3 separate regions of the Mus musculus genome follow, and all the other regions are linked to region 3. A link is a contact called in public capture Hi-C and promoter capture Hi-C data. All regions are on one chromosome and are shown on one strand. Each heading gives the region's core, a stretch centred on a gene start, on an enhancer-like site or on the middle of the called end of the contact. The rest is flanking DNA. Distances are from core to core; before and after follow the strand shown. Region 1 holds the start of Rbm19 (RNA binding motif protein 19). Region 2 holds the start of Tbx5 (T-box 5). Region 3 holds the start of Fbxw8 (F-box and WD-40 domain protein 8).

Region 1 (2,702 bases), core at 44-2,543, 2.0 Mb before region 3:
ACAAACAAAATCCCAAATAGGGGAGATCATCTTGGGTCTCCCTTTTGGGGGGGATGCATATGATATCCCACATACCAGATATTTACGTTATATTCATAATGAGAAAATTACAGTTATGCAGTAGCAACAAAATAACTTCATGACTAGGGGGTCACAACAGGAGGAACTGTATTAAAGGGGGGCACAGCATTTGGAAGGTTGAGGACTGCTGTTCTGGGGGGCACATGGTCCCAACAACAACAAAACAAATTTAATTAATTTATTTATTTTTAGCCACATCATCTTGCTATGTAACCCAGGCTGGCCTTGAACTCGCCACCCTCTGCCTATGGAAAGCTGACAACAGGTGTATGCACCACCACACTTGGCTTTGAAGTCTAATCTTGCTCTGTGATGGTGAACCAGTAAGCATTCTCTAGTCTGTTCCCTGTTGTGACACACATCAAGGATACAAAGCAATTTGGGGGGCGTGGGCTGGAGAGATGGCTCAGCAGTTAAGAGCACTGACTGCTCTTCCAAAGGTCTTGACTTCAAATCCCAGCAACCACATGGTGGCTCACAACCATCTGTAATGGGATCTGACGCCCTCTTCTGGTGTGTCTGAAGACAGCTACAGTGTACTTACACATAATAAAAAAATAAATCTTTTAAAAACAAACAAAAAAACCAAAGCAATTTGGGGAGGAAGACCATTGATTTGGCTTATGGGTCTCCATCACAGTCCGCCATCCAGGGAAGTCGAGGCAAGAACCGACGCAGACTTACTTGCCCCGCCAACATCTGTACACAGCCCAGGGACACTTGCCGAGGCGTGACAGCACCCACAGGGGGCTGGAACCTCCCACACCCATCACTCCTCAGAGCACCACAGGCTGGTCCACAGGCATATGGACGCAATAACATCCAATGAAGTTCCCTCTCCGTAAGTGACTCCGGTCTGGGTCAAACTGACCCAAACTGCCCAGCACAACATGGAAGGATCCTCAGAATGCTCGGAAGCCACTTTGCGGCTTGCTGAGCCCTCAGGACAGGGTGCCGCCTCCTTGGATTCCGGACCTCCCCAGTCCTGTCCCTGACTTAGAACCCCTCCATCCTTCACCCTCCATTCCCGGACCTCTGCTTCCACTTCCGGGCCCCATCCCCGGCTCCCGCTCACCCCATTCGGGAGGTTCTTCACGATCAGACGCGACATGGCTCTCAGGTTCCCTTCGCTTTTCAGACTCACGACCCCGGCGACAGCGACTTCCCACAACTTTCACGCCGCCACACTGGGCGCCGCCATTTTTAGCGAGTCACGTGGCCCCCGCCGCGTTCCATCCGGAAGTGGGTGTGGCCTCACGGGAGACTCTCTCCGGGGAAAGTCCCACCCACAAGGCGGGGTTGGCGGGGACGGGGGAAAGGCCCGAGCGCTCGCGTTTTCTCCGCCAGGTCTTGGGGCCTCTAAATCCCCGCAAGGAAGGCAGGAGGCGCTGATGTCCAACCCCCTCGGGATGACAGGCTTCTGGGAAAGAGCAGAGAGCCTAGAAAAAAAAAATTGTTTTAAAGGTAAAGGCAAGCGGATCTCCGAGTTCCAGGATAGCTAGGGCTGCACAGAGAACCCCCGTTACAAAAATAAAATTATAAAGGTTTATTTATTGTGTAAAGGCGTTGAACTCAGAAACCCTCCCGCCTCTGCCTCCCAAGTGCTGAGATTAAAGGTGTGCGCCACCACTGCTCAAATAGATTTTCTTCTTCTAAAAGACATTTTGCTCCATCTCCCCATATCCTTTCTTGTTACTGTTGGCAGCTTTATTGAGATACAGTCCAGGTGCCACACAATTTGCCCACTTAAAGTGGACAACTCCAGTTGGCAAGATGGCTCGTCAGATAAAGGCACTTGTGGGCAAGCCTGACAGCCTGAGATTTCCCTCCCCCCAACCCCCCAACCTTGGTTCTTCGTAGTGGGAGGAGAGAACCAATCTTAGAACATTTTTTATTGAAAAAAAAAAATGCAGCTAGGCAGTGATGGCGCTCGCCTTTAATCCCAGCGCTCAGGAGACAGAGGCAGGCAGATCTCTGAGTTAAGGCCAGTCTGGTCTACAGAGCTAGTTCCAGGACAGCCAAGGCTAAACCATTTTTTTCAGATAATTTATATAGATATTTTTAAAGATTTATTTATTATTATATGTAAGTACACTGTAGCTGTCTTCAGACACACCAGAAGAGGGAGTCAGATCTTGTTACGGATGGTTGTGAGCCACCATGTGGTTGCTAGGATTTGAACTCTGGACCTTCGGAAGAGCAGTCGGGTGCTCATACCCACTGAGCCATCTCACCAGCCCCCAGATAATATATTTTGATCATGGCTTCCCCGTCCCACCAGCTCCTTCCTGCCTCCCCACCAACCCAGCCCCCAGTCCTTTTGTTCTCTTTAGAAAGAAAACAGGCAAACAAAACAAACAAAAATGAAGGAGAAGGAGAAGAAGAGAATGAAAGAGAGACCACAAGAAACACCCCACACAGTCAGAAACCATTATATACAAGCAAAAGACCAGTCACCAACTTCCCGCCTTCTAGGAACCTAGAATCTATCTGGCATCTCTATGGATGTGTTACTTTCTTGGCTGATTTTTCTCTTCACATATTGTTTTCAAGGTTAATCCATGTCTCTGCATGAATCATCCTTCACTCGTTACCCCTCCCCACACACACACACACACACA
Region 2 (2,748 bases), core at 149-2,648, 1.7 Mb before region 3:
CTTCAACGGGGCTGGCTAACTCAAACTGCCAGCCTGGCTCCCAGTCGGACAGCCTAAAATCAGTCCCAGATAAATTCTGGGCTGCAGACATTCAGTGGACTGCTAGGGAAGGAGGTACATTGGTAGGGCAGCCCCGAGTGTTCAACAGAAGAAGATGAAGCAAGCAGTTGAAATTCTTAGTTCAACCCCCTTCCTCAAGGGAGGATTTCTACCACTGCCTCTACCTCAAAACACCAGCAGACCTCAAGTAAGAGATGGCTTCCCACAGTTTTAGCAGCTTCTTAGGCAAAGAAGCCTGCATACCAGCCTGGTTTGAAGCGGCCTGAGACCTAAACCGCCACAGATCGTTTCTGAGGCCCAATTCTTTCTTCCTCTGGCCTTAGGAGCTTGGGGAAAACTGCCATGGGATCCCCCATGATCTTCTCATAACAAAGAAAAACAGGGCTGGAGCCCCACATACGCTCTCCCATTCGCGGCCAGCCATAGGGAGAAACCCTCCGGAACCCTTGCCAGGATCCAGGGAAGCTTAGAGGCCGGCGGAGACGAGCAAGATGTGGTTTGACAGAACCAGGCCGTGTGCCTTGCAAGCCTCAACGCTGCTCCCCGAGTCGCGGCAGCCTCCCGGCGGCTCCCTCTTGCCTTGAAAGGCTCGGGTAAAATCTCTGCAAGCCAGACTCTGCAGAATGCAAGACAGGGCTGGAGTCCGCCATTCTCTGTTTCCCCAGCCGACTGTGGCTGCCTGCTCCCGCCCAAGCCTCCCCGGCCATATGGTAGTACGGTTACCTCGCTCTGTACAGGGGGATGCATTCGCCACCGCCCCTCTTCCTCTTAGCAGGAAAGCCGGAGGCCAGGTGGGGGTGCAGGCATGGTGTCTCTGGAGTTTGTGCTGGGGATTGCTTGCCCAAGCTAGCTGCTACTGTTGCTACAAAGAAGTACCCACCACTAGAGCCTCCCAGCGACTGCCCACCTCCAGCACACACCTCCTCCACTGCTCGCTGGCTGTTCGCTAGCCCCAAATACTTTTAAGTTGTCGGGCTCCAGAACGGCTTAGAGGAACAGAAGACTAAATAGCAGATCTGGGAGCATCCCTAAACCCTACGATCTCAGTGTCCTGCTCTGCTCTTGCACCCCCAGAGAAGAAAAACTGGGAGACTTGAGAGAGACTTGGGAATCAGCCAGCTGTTTTCAGAGAGATGCTTTCAGGGGTTAAAGTTCCAGAATTTGAAGTATGACTTTCTCTCTCTCTCTCTCTCTCTCTCTCTCTCTCTCTCTCTCTCTCTCTCTGACAAACTAACTCAGCTGGGGTGCTCACAAAGTATAGAAAATGCTTCTCTAACTGGCTCCCTCTTCTCTCTCTCTCTCTCTCTCTCTCTCTCTCTCTCTCTGTGTGTGTGTGTGTGTGTGTGTGTGTGTGTGTGTGTGTGTGTGTGTGTGTCCTCTCCTCCCCTCCCTCCCTCCTCCCACCACCTTTCCCACTTTCTCACTAGATATACCCCAAACTCTTGAACCACTATAGGACCTGCTGATTCCCCACCCCCACTCCCTTTCCACTTCCCATCCTCTTTACCCTCCTTCCATCTCTGTTGACTGCTCTGAGCCAGTGGTTGCAGGGAGGAAAGAAAAAAAGAGAAGGAAGAGGAAGGAAGGAAGGAAGGAAGGAAGGAAGGAAGGAAGGAAAGAAGGAAGGCAGGCAGGCAAGCTACAGTAATCAAGGCAGAACTCTGGGAGCCCAGCAATTTCAATGGCCCAGCCCTGCAGAGAACCAAGACTGGATGCATTAGGCGTGTGCACACACCCATGGGCCTCTGCAGCCTCACCCGATTTCTGTCTCCAATGCTGACCTCAGACAGAGAGTGGTGTGACCCTGCCTGGCCCCTTGCAGAGCCAGGACTAGCTGCCTTGACATCTCTCCTCCACTTCAGACTCATTGTCCCCCACCCTACCCCACTCCAAGCTCTCTAGGACTTGGGGGAGAAGGTGCCTTAGGATGGGGGAACCAAGATCAAAGATGCCAAGAAATTGTTGTGTGTGCCCCCTCCTCAAGACACACACTGGAGTGTACACAGAGCAGTGCCCAGTTTTATTAAAATAATCAGTCACTGAGGGCTGGCTGGGGGTTTCAGCTGCCAGCACTCCTTGGCCTGCCCTTAGCCTCTCTGAAGTCTGCAGTTCAGAGGGTGAATAAAAGCAGCCCACAGCAGAGGCACTGGAAGTAGCTCTTGCTGTAAGCAGAACCAGGCCGGGACAAGCACAGAATGTTGCTTGAAACAAATGCCCCAAATCACATTCTGTTTCCCTCTTCAGCTTCCTTGTATTCTCTAAGTACAGGGAGTCTTTTCTGGGACTCTAATTAGAAACTACATCCTTAGAGCCAAGGACTGGAGAGAGAGAGAGAGAGAGAGAGAGAGAGAGAGAGAGAGAGAGAGAGAGAGAGAGAGAGAGCCCATAGGACTCCGGCAACATTGTAGCCTCTGTGGCTGCAAAATTTGCAGGCTGCCCTTGCAAAAACTTCAGTGGACTTTGCAGTTGTAAGCGTGGGGGCAGCTAGGGGCAACCCCACTCTCTAGTTTCCAGGTCTGTTTTCACACAGACCCTGGCCAAGGCCAGCTATTTATTTGTGCAAACACCTTCGTCACGCGCTTCTAAAAAGTCAGCTAGAAAGCCTTTGGGGTTGAACAGAGAGGCAACCTCAACCTTGGGTGCAGGACTGAAAGCTGAAAGCCGGTTGAGAGCCTGCATCTCTGGTTG
Region 3 (2,700 bases), core at 139-2,638:
CAAGTAGGGGTGGGGACTCGCTGTTGTAGGTACTACCTGGTGACATTCTGAAGTTTTGGGTTGGTGGAAGATAGGAGTCGATGAGGCTAATATAGCAAACGGTTTCTCCTGACAGTCACAAGGGGGCTAGGTTTGACAGTCACAGGGGGGCTAGGTTTGACTGACAGTCACAGGGGAGCTAGGTTTGACACAGAGGCAGGAACAGAATGATTAATAGGGGGCGCTAATGATAGCCCAAGACAAACCATTATTACACTCTAGACTTGCAACATTCCAACCTTCCCACAGTGGCTGCAGTTCTGATGAGCTAAGCAGCCTTGTGGAAGACTCAACGGGAGGTGGGGGTTCCTTCCAGAACATTCCTTCACAGATCCTTTCCTACGGTACCGACTTTGGACCTGTAGTCCTGGAAATCTCTGCTGATTTTCCATAGCTGTTTCCCCGCCCCCCTCCCCACCCCCTGTTTATCAGCTAGTAGCTTAAATGGCATTTCCTCAGAGAGGTCTTCATGACAGCTCTTTTTTTGTTTTTGTTTTTGTTTTTGTTTTTGTTTTGTTTTGTTTTGTTTTTGTTTTTCGAGACAGCGTTTCTCTGTGTAGCCCTGGCTGTCCTGGAACTCACTCCATAGACCAGGCTGGCCTCGAACTCAGAAATCCACCTGCCTCTGCCTCCCGAGTGCTGGGATTAAAGGCGTGCGCCACCACGCCTGGCTTCATGGTGGCCACTAATTGGCTCCTCCCTCTGTCCATCACTTTGTTATCTGACCCGATTTCTTATTTTTCTATATAACCTTTCCTGCGGATTCAGACATTCACATTAAAAAGATCTTTACTGGGAGGCAGAGGTGGGCGGATTTCTGAGTTCGAGGCCAGCCTGGTCTACAGAGTGAGTTCCAGGACAGCCAGGGCTACACAGAGAAACCCTGTCTCGAACCCCCCCCCCCCCCAAAAAAATCTTTACCTCTGTTTTATTGGAATGTTAGTTTTAAGAAGGCAGAGATGGTTAATTGGGTGTGGTGTGTGTAGATCTGAAGGGTAACATCAGGTTGGGCTGGCTCCGCAGAAAAGAATGCTTGCTGCGAAGCCTGGTGACTTGAGAGTTCGATCCCTGAGACCCACTTGGTGGAAGGCAAGAACTGAATCCTCCAATTTGTTCTGTGACCTACACACACACACACACACACACACACGCACGCACTAAATAAATAAATAAATGCAATAAAAACCGCTACATTAAAAAACGCGACCTTTTGCAATATGTATATAGCAGCCATTTAAAGCATGGCTTGCTTGGTACAAAGGTGCCAAAAACAAGGGATGTCGAAGCAGAGGGGCGTGGCTGCCCGGAACCTACAAGACGCGCTCCCGGAAGTCTCCAGGCCGACTACGGACACTTCCGGCGGATGGACAGTCCGTCCCCATTCTGGCAGCCCCTGGGTGCCGCGTCGGCCTGGGCGCGTCAAGCATGGACGACCACAACCTGGAGGAGTTCCGCCGGCACTGGCAGGAGGAGTTGGCGCAGTCACAGGCGCTGAGGCGACGGCGGCGGCTCGAGGCTGGGGAGCGGCGGTCGCCGCGAAGGCCCGAGGCGGGAGCGCGAGGCGAGCCGGCCTCGGGCTACCTGGGGCTGGCGCAGGGGCTGCTGGAGGGCGCGGGCCGACCCCCGGCGCCCAGGCCTGGCCGGGGAGGCGACAGGAAGGATACGTCCAGCCGATCGCGCTCACCCCCAGACCGCGACGCCACGGAGCCCGAGCCGCTGGTGGATCAGCTCATCCGCGACTTGGTGAGTGGCCGGGGACAAGATGTCTCTCCCTGTGGGCCCACCATCTATGGTGGGGAAAGTCGCGGACGCGGGCACAGCGGGAACCCTGAACACCCAGATGTCCCTGGAACGAGTGGTTCTCCTTCAGCAGCTTTGCCTGTAAACATCTTGAGGTGTTGACAGTAGGTGTGTGCGCATTCTTGGGTTTGTAAGAAGGTTGAGGAATGTTCGCAAACATCCAGGACACCCTTCCCCCCCCCCCCCCCCCGGCTAAAAAGAATCCGCCCATAAAGGACTACGTGTGAGTTGGAGAAATACTATTCTAGAAACGTCCCAAACCATGGAAGAAAGGTTGACTTCGGAGAGGAAGGTCAAGAAAAAGCAGAGGACGGAATTAATGTTCTTTTTTTTTTCTCTGTATTTTTTTATTTTCCTAACGTAACGTGTTATCTAAATTAAAAAAATAAACCATAAATCAGAAGAAACGAAAGGACTACGGCGAAGAAGAAACCTTTGGTCAGTATTTTTAGGAGGCTCTTAGCCTTTGGAGGGCATGTGTCCCTCGGAGAATCAGGAACCTCTTTCTCCGGCCTCATTGACCAAGTCGGGAGAATCAAATCAAGACCCCTCCTGACAAGATCCATGGCTCCCAGGTTAAGAGTTAGGTCAGAAGAGAAGGCTTTAATGGTTTCACTCAAACCAGGTTCAAAGAAAATTTCTACAGCCCAGTGGGGGGGATACTTGTCTGTAAGTGAAAGTTGTTTAGAGAAATGATGGGAAAGGGCTGGAGAGATGGCTCAGTAGCTAAGAGCGCAACAGGCTTTTCAGGAGTTGGGTTTCTAGTACCCGTGCCAGGTGGCTTACGACCTCTTGTAACTGTAGTTTAGGATATTTAATGGGTCTGGCTTCCATGGGCACTTGCACACACAATTACTCTCC

What was found. Promoter capture Hi-C pulls out the DNA fragments that hold promoters and counts their contacts. Capture Hi-C pulls out chosen DNA fragments and counts their contacts.
Region 1: a capture Hi-C map of embryonic stem cells shows a contact between it and region 3, with 8 times the contacts expected there. The contact joins the promoter of Rbm19 here to the promoter of Fbxw8 in region 3. A contact is called at or near these places in 6 of 39 promoter capture datasets (the 3T3-L1 cell line, embryonic stem cells, liver and 2 more), 2 of 484 Hi-C or Micro-C datasets (both in B cells) and 2 of 9 other capture datasets (adipose tissue and embryonic stem cells).
Region 2: a contact with region 3 is called in a promoter capture Hi-C map of embryonic stem cells. The contact joins the promoter of Tbx5 here to the promoter of Fbxw8 in region 3. A contact is called at or near these places in 3 of 39 promoter capture datasets (cranial neural crest, embryonic stem cells and maxillary cranial neural crest), 1 of 484 Hi-C or Micro-C datasets (embryonic stem cells) and 1 of 115 datasets of contacts at active chromatin or transcription factors (embryonic forebrain).

The regions. Positions count from the first base shown.
Region 1 is chr5:120,115,104-120,117,805 of GRCm38.p6, reverse strand. Rbm19 (RNA binding motif protein 19) reads right to left here and starts at 1,293. Exons shown (of 24, transcript NM_028762.1): 1 at 1,157-1,293. The coding sequence starts at 1,192.
Region 2 is chr5:119,833,313-119,836,060 of GRCm38.p6, reverse strand. It overlaps Tbx5 (T-box 5), which reads right to left and starts at 1,398. Exons shown (of 9, transcript NM_011537.3): 1 at 784-1,398.
Region 3 is chr5:118,154,146-118,156,845 of GRCm38.p6, reverse strand. Fbxw8 (F-box and WD-40 domain protein 8) reads left to right here and starts at 1,388. Exons shown (of 11, transcript NM_172721.2): 1 at 1,388-1,782. The coding sequence starts at 1,465.